2 separate regions of the Salmo salar genome follow, and region 1 is linked to region 2. Evidence: chromatin contacts called from public Hi-C data. All regions are on one chromosome and are shown on one strand. Each heading gives the region's core, a stretch centred on a gene start, on an enhancer-like site or on the middle of the called end of the contact. The rest is flanking DNA. Distances are from core to core; before and after follow the strand shown.

The links. Hi-C and Micro-C count contacts between places; a contact is called where the count stands out from the background.
Region 1: a Hi-C map of gill shows a contact between it and region 2, with 2.5 times the contacts expected there. The contact joins the promoter of LOC106610069 here to the promoter of LOC123744265 in region 2. A contact is called at or near these places in 2 of 3 Hi-C or Micro-C datasets (gill and muscle).

What each region holds. Positions count from the first base shown.
Region 1 is chrssa08:8,910,027-8,913,535 of Ssal_v3.1, forward strand. LOC106610069 (gastrula zinc finger protein XlCGF48.2-like) reads right to left here and starts at 2,113. Exons shown (of 7, transcript XM_014209204.2): 1 at 1,662-2,113. The coding sequence starts at 1,944. All of the region lies in intron 5 of LOC106610073 (zinc finger protein 214), which reads left to right. The region is part of intron 1 of LOC106610081 (zinc finger and SCAN domain-containing protein 2); the gene reads right to left.
Region 2 is chrssa08:8,726,599-8,730,512 of Ssal_v3.1, forward strand. It overlaps LOC123744265, which reads left to right and starts at 1,292. Exons shown (of 3, transcript XM_045723183.1): 1 at 1,292-1,805. The coding sequence starts at 1,523. All of the region lies in intron 5 of LOC106610073 (zinc finger protein 214), which reads left to right. All of the region lies in intron 1 of LOC106610072 (neurotrophin receptor-interacting factor homolog), which reads right to left. It overlaps LOC106610155 (a long non-coding RNA gene), which reads right to left and starts at 432. Exons shown (of 2, transcript XR_001329857.2): 1 at 1-432.

The DNA.
Region 1 (3,509 bases), core at 863-3,362, 180 kb after region 2:
CAACAGCCAGATCAATCACCTTCAACTTGAAAGCTGCATCATATGCATTTCTCCGTGTCTTTGCCATGATGAGGGTGACAAAATGACTACCGTAATCAGAATGATGGGAAGTTTGAGAGCGCTCGATTTAATCTAAACAGTAAACAAAAAAGTTGTTTGACCTTAACCCGTTCGGCAATTTCATTGGTCTAATGAAAGCTTCATGCCGCCAAAAAACTGAGCACGTCACAGAATGTGTTTTTTGGAGAAAAAAATATTGAAAGCGGGAAAAATCCATATATTAGCCGCGTCATTGTTTAAGCCGCGAGGCTCAAAGCGTGGGAAAAAAGTTGCGGCTTATAGTCCGGAATTTACGGTAATCAAGAATCTGGTGAGAATATGATATTGTGTATGCAAGAATAATTTGTTCTTAACTGACATGCCTGGTAAAATAAAGGTAAAATAAAAATGTTTTTTAAGATAGCTAAGTAATTAGTGGAAGTATGGCATACTATCCAAAAACTGACCAAGAACCAATTCTGGGCAGTGGTGTAAAGTACTTAAGTAAAAATACTCAGGCAGACAGAATTATGGTACAATTCACACACCTATCAATGTAACGCAATGTCATTCCTACTGCTTCTGATCTGGCGGACTCACTAAACCCAAATACTGAGTTTGTAAATTATGTCTGAGTGTTGTAGTGTGCCCTATCTGTCCGTAAAAAAATACAAATCATGCTCTCTGGTTTGCTTAATATAAGGAATTTCAGGTATAGTATTTAAGTATGAATATTGAGTACCTTTTTCCATTACTGTACTTCATGGAAAACTCCAACCAAAACTATATTTTGGTATTTGTTTCATTAGTCCATTGTTGATATATGCAAAACATTTTGGGACTGTCAGTAATCAAGATTTCAAGATATCTAACTTTCAAAATACAGAAACACAGCCGGTATGATGCATTTTGCATTTTAAAAACCAGATACTTTTAGACTTTTGCTCAAGCAGTATTTTACTGAGTGACTTACACTTTAATTTGAATACTTTTCTATCAAGGTATCTTTACTTTTACTCAAGTATGACAATTGAGTAATTTTTCCACCATTGATTCTGGGCAACACATCTAAAACCATGCACAGTGGCAGTGGAACCTAGCTAATTTCTGATACATAAGAAATTGTTTCACTACAGAGGCAGCAAAACTGTACTTCAATGTTATGCTACTCCCCCACTTAACATACTGCTCGACTAGTTGGGCCCAAGCTTGCTGTCCAACATTAAAACCCATTCAGTCTGTCTACAAACAGGCTCAAAGTGCTTGATAGACATCATCACTGTTACATCCTCAGATCTGAGAAAAGCTTGTGCAACACACCCTGACGCATGTCTTGTATTCAAGATCCTAACCGGCCTGGCTCCCCCTCCACTTAGTACTTTTGTCAAACAGAAAACCCAAACCCATGGCAGCAGCTAGAAGTGACAGTATTGTTAGTTCCCTTAAGGAAAAGCACCTTTAGTCAAACTGCTTTCTCTATGAGACCTTCACATGTCTGGAACACACTGCCATCAGAAACACATAACTGCACCATCACAAAAACATAGTGAAATGGCTAAAGGACTATCAGATTTGTGAACATAATCTCTGTAAAAATAAACTCGGCATTCTGCAAAATGTACCTCTTGCCATTCCTCTGTATCGGTCGAGGATCTTGACACTACTGGGACGACTGTCGAGGACGCGCTTTCGCGTTGTCCTCTCTGCGCGCTCCCGTGCCACCTTCAGTTCCAGTAGGTGTAGTTTCCTCCGCATTGCCCCGTTTTCTTTTTGGCTTTGAGTTATTTCCAAACGAAACACTGCATAGTCGTCGTCTACGAGTTTACATATCTCTGCCACGGCTGCATTCGCTAGTACCTCCATGATGGAGGCTATTTGAGTGTGAAAAAACACACAGTTAGCCATTGTTAGCTAAAAAATATATCAACCAAGTACTGTCTACAACGCGAATTAAATACTACCTGATGTAAGTATGTGATGCTGTGCAGTTAAATTACTCATTTTGAGATATAGAGTGTTAATAAACGACTAGATAAATTAAAACCCTAACGTGAAAATCGTTCTTCCGTTTACACTGAAAAGAAAATATCTTATTGGTTGGCGTCATAGCTCAAAGGGTGTGGTTAAATGAAAGGTTTGCGCGCTGTTCTTTTGAAATACGGTACTGTTTATTAAATTACACATTAAATCTCCTATGTTCAGCAGTGTTGGGGAGTAACTAAGTACATGTACTCGCTAACACGCTCACTTAGTGGCGTGTATTCATGGATGGCAAGGGAAGCCAGGCTTCCCAAAACAATTGACCAAGAAAATAAGACATATTTCGTCTCTGCGTTTCAATTCGTAATAGGCTGAATGTATCTCACCGGAGAAAGCATCCGAGCGATTGAAACCGCTTGGTTTCAGTATGTTTAGCTGTATCTATCTGGTCAGAAAGTGTATGACATTGTTGCCGCCAGTAGCATGGAAAGCCTACGAACATTTGGCCTCCCTTGATATTTTTTAAAAAATAACAGCCAATCAGTGTTGAGCTAAACAGTGAGCTCAGTTGCGAATGGTTCTGGCTCACCAACAAACAAAAAAAGTGCCAAGCCAGTTTGGATTTGGCTTCAGACCAATCACATCACAAGCCAAACTTAATTATTGACAGTAAAAAACTTGAACTGTTGCATCTCGTTGCGTTACCTAAAATCGCCCCTTTCCTAAATTAGCCATCGATGGAGATAAGAATTTGGACTTGTGGTTTTACTTAATTCTCCGTATTGGCCAATGATTATAACAACAATTCTGACCCAACCATAAATTCATACATTGTGCCCCTGGCCTGTGAGGATGGAAGTTCAACATGTAGCTAGCTAGATGTAGTATGCTAATATTAACTAGCTGGCCTGACGTATTCTTGCCCATGAAAGGAAGTTAGCGAGCAAGTATTTGTCAGGTAGCCTAGGACAACAAAATCTAAAAGTGTGTACTGTATGACAGAGTCATAGACAGTTTAGGCAACATGAAAGAGGAGGATGGCATTGGCATTTCGCTACAAGTAGGGTGAGTGAACATGTTTTTTCTACTTGCACACACACACATCGGGATTGTATATACAGTACCATTCACAAATTTGAACACACCTACTCATTCCAAGGTTTCTCTTTATTTGTACTATTTTCTACATTGTAGAATAACATTTTAGAATAATAGTGAAGACATCAAAACTCTGAAATAACACATATCATGTAGTAACCAAAAAAAGTGTGAAAAAAATTCTAAATATATTTTATATTTCAGATTCTTCAAAGTAGCCACCTTTTGCCTTGATGACAGCTTTGCACACTCTCAACCAGCTTCACCTGGAATGCTTTACCAACAGTCTTGAAGGAGTTCCCACATATGCTGCTTTTCCTTCACTCTGCGGTCAAGAAAAACCCTTAAATGAGTAGGTCTGTCCAAACCTTTGAATGGTACTGTACATACAC
Region 2 (3,914 bases), core at 42-2,541:
ACTACCTCATCGTCCTTTTCCCGAAAGTCCTGTTGCTAGTGCATAGTCCTCCCATTCACCTCTAAACGTATCCCAGTTTGTGCTCCAATCACCGCTGAACTTCATAACGGCGGGAGGGAGAATGTTCGCTGCCATGTCTAACCGGTGCTAACAACACTGAAGCTAACTAGCAACTCACTCTAGCTAAGGACAATTCCGGCGAAGTTTTACTCAAATAAGCATTTTTGGGGGGGTAAACCAGAACAGGTGACTCTAATTTGCGGAAAGCATGGTTAGTTATCCGACTCTGACACCATGTTTGAATGTTAAATGACGAGACAGAGGCATTGATGCGAGTAACCAGTCTGTTCAGTATATTGCAATACATCCGGGTATCCCAAGCACACCGGTAAAACACTGGAGTTGCAGTAATTAACATTTACCAACAGATGGCATCACTGTGTCACCCATAACAGATGGCTTGCTAGAGAACACTTTTTTGGAGGAGGGGGGGCTAGCTAGATAACACCTCACTCTGACCATTTTACTCGCCCTAGCAGAGCTGGTTAGGCCATTTCCATGTTATCTAGGGCGTTGGTGACTAACTGTGCTGCTGGCAACAATTTAATGACCTTTTTTGCAGACGTTTACTGACACCGACCATATTCAACCAGTGTTGTTCAGCCATTCGTAAATTCATCAGTTATTCTGCGCGAGAATGCTCTGAAATCGGAGTAGTAGTTAATAACACTGCCTGGCAAGTTCGACGTATTAGTAGCCAACTAAAGTTGGGTAGATAGCTAACATACCGGTACCTACTGCTCTAATGCTATGCGGTTTGTAAGGATAGTGTAGCTAACAAATTGTCAGCCAACATAACGTGAAACGTAAGTTATTTTAAAAGTCATTACATTGCTCAACATTTTTTACAATTTGTCATAATTAGTTAAAACAATGCATTTGTATTCGCCTTCGTCAAACTTCGGCTGCATATTTCCCGCCATTCTCTTCAAATCTGAAAACGTGAAGCCACGCTCATTTTCAGAAGAACTGCATTATGGGTCCTAAAAGCACGGAAAGTGTCCACTGCATGTAATTTGGCGAATTTAGTACGACTTTCGGGAACTTTTGACATACTAACTATATCCATACTATGACCAATAAGCATACTATATACTCAATTCAAGTCACAAATAGTGCGGTTAGTAGCTGAGTATTCGAACACAGCTCAGGTTTAGTGAAGAGGTGTCACACTCCAGTACAGTAGGTGGCGGTGTATGCACCTTTCAGTTGGTTGCGATCCGAAAATACAAATGTAAATAAGTAGTAAACGGAAGTGAATAGTGATCAAGAACAATTTTCACGTTAGCGTTTTTGTTTTGTTATTTAGACATTTATTAACACCCTGGAACTCAATGCGATTCATTTTGACTGCAAAACATCACATGCTTAACTCGGGTAGTCTTTAATTCACGTTGGAGACAGGACTTGGTTGATAGATGTTATCTAGGTAACGCTAGCTAGCTGCTAACGTTAGTTAACAATGGCAAACGGTATGGTTTTTCACACTCAAATAGCCTCGATTATGGAGGTGCTAGCGAATGCAGCCGTGGCAGAGATCTGTAAAGTCGTAGACGACGACTATGCAGTGTTTCGTTTGGAAATGTCTCAAAGCCAAAAAGAAAACAGGGGATTGCGAAGGAAACTACAGCTTCTGGAACTGAAGGTGGCACGGGAGCGCGCAGAGAGGACAATACGAGAGCGCGTCCTCGCCAGTCGTCCCAGTAGTGTCAAGATCCTCGATCGATACAGAGGAACGGCAAGAGGTACAATTTGTAGAACGCCCCGTTACCCTCTGGATATGTGTTCTGATGTGTTACCCAGAATTGGGTCTTGGTCAGTTTTTGGATAATATACAATACTTACCCTGATTATTAAGCTATCTTGCAATATTTTATTTATGTTTACCTTCATTTGACCAAGCAGGTCAATTAAGAAAAATATATTATTGCACAGAGACACGCTAGCCATTTTTCCCGAATACCCATACTTGCGTTGTAAATAGTAGGGTGTTAGGGGTCAAAATGAAACTGTTTCTGGTGTTATACTTTCTATTCCATGTTATAGAGAAGCTTCTCAGGATCACAACACCTTATTTCATGAGGATAGGACTTATTATTGCTAAAATACCTTATTTTCCAAGTGATTTTCCAAGGTCAAAGGTTGCGGACTGGTCAAGGTTAATCCCTAGTCCAGGGGTTTCAATTAAGCCCTAAACAACCAGGTGTGGGGAATTCCATACTAATTAGTGACCTTAATTAATCAATTAATTATAAGGGAGTAGTGGAAAAACCTGCAGACACTCTGCACTCCATGGAACACCTGTGCCCTAGTCAATGACACCAAATCACCTGTCTGGATTCTTAATTTCAACACATTTTGTCTAATGATGCAACTCAATATTATGAAGGTGTTCTTAATGTTTTGTAAACACGGTGTATATTATTATAATTTTTTTAAGTTTAAGGGATGGATCAGCCTTAATATATATATATATATCCACATTCATATGCACACTTTTTTTTAGAATATACCTTTATTATTTCCTGCAAACCCTACCACCCCTCCCCCAATTGGAGTAAACTAATAAACAATAGCACTTAGGCTTCTACCTTCAGTTTATACATATTATACACATTTTATACATATTATACACCCCATCGTGGGCATCTCGCTCTCTCATCAAATATCAGTATGTAGGTGCATTAATATGGTACATTGTGCAGCAAGGGTGACTTATATGGTCATAAGTGTACAGTAACAGTGCAAACATGATGAGCAGTAGCAGCATTGGTAACAGGTTATATACATAGTGTACAGTGCTGTATGCATTAGTATTTAAGAATGTTTACACTACGGAGTAAGATGCCACACACACATACACCAGGGGTAATAAGAGTACATATAATTGGGATTACATAATCCTGAACAAAAATCAGGTTAACTTTACCAGTTAGTAAGAGTTAGTTTATATAGCACAGTTATGTTCTATTCAGTAGCCTAACTGATTAGGTCTAACTGATTAGGCCTAGAGTGTCAAATAATATGCCCTAAGCTGTGCCGTGCCACCTACACACACACACACACCACACACAGCCCACACAGACACAAACTTCCTCACCAACACACACACACACATTTCTCACTAAGTCTGAACTGTAACGCAGAAGGTTGCCCTACAAGTCTAAAAACACAGCTTACTTTTAAGGTTGTGCTACACCTGAGATGGGTTACATTGTAATGTTATGTTTGGTCTTGATGAGTTACTCTAGTGATGGGAGGGTAAACTGCACCGTTTCCAGCAAATAATTAGCCTTGGCTCAGACAGAGTGAGCTTCTGCTAGCCACCTGCACAGCAAGATGGATGGAACACATTTTAAATTCACAGGTATTTAGCTTTTATTGATTGTATTCCTGTAGCCACTTTATTCTGGTAGTTTACACTTGAAAAAATAAAAATTAAACATCAATCACAAAATTCCCGGCTTGCACAATACAGACTCGGCAGAGCAGAGACCAACAGATGCATATCTGTATTCAGTCATGTGAAATCCGTAGATTAGGGCCTAATGATTTTATTTCAATTTACTGATTTCCTTATATGAACTGTAATTCAGTAAAATCTTAGAAATTGTTGCAGTTTGCGTTTTTCTATTTTTGTTTAGTATAGACCTCTCGCATAGCGTCCATTGTTTGTCTCGTCACATAACATCCTATAAATAGTAGGCATTTTAGTAGGCAAAAATAGCTGATAATCAAATATGGGATGTGCTACCAAAATGAATGAATGGCAGAGAACAGCGCAATTGCGCATTAGATGAAGCATTGACAATATGGATGAACCTGGTAAATCTGTATTTGTTGTTTATGGCATT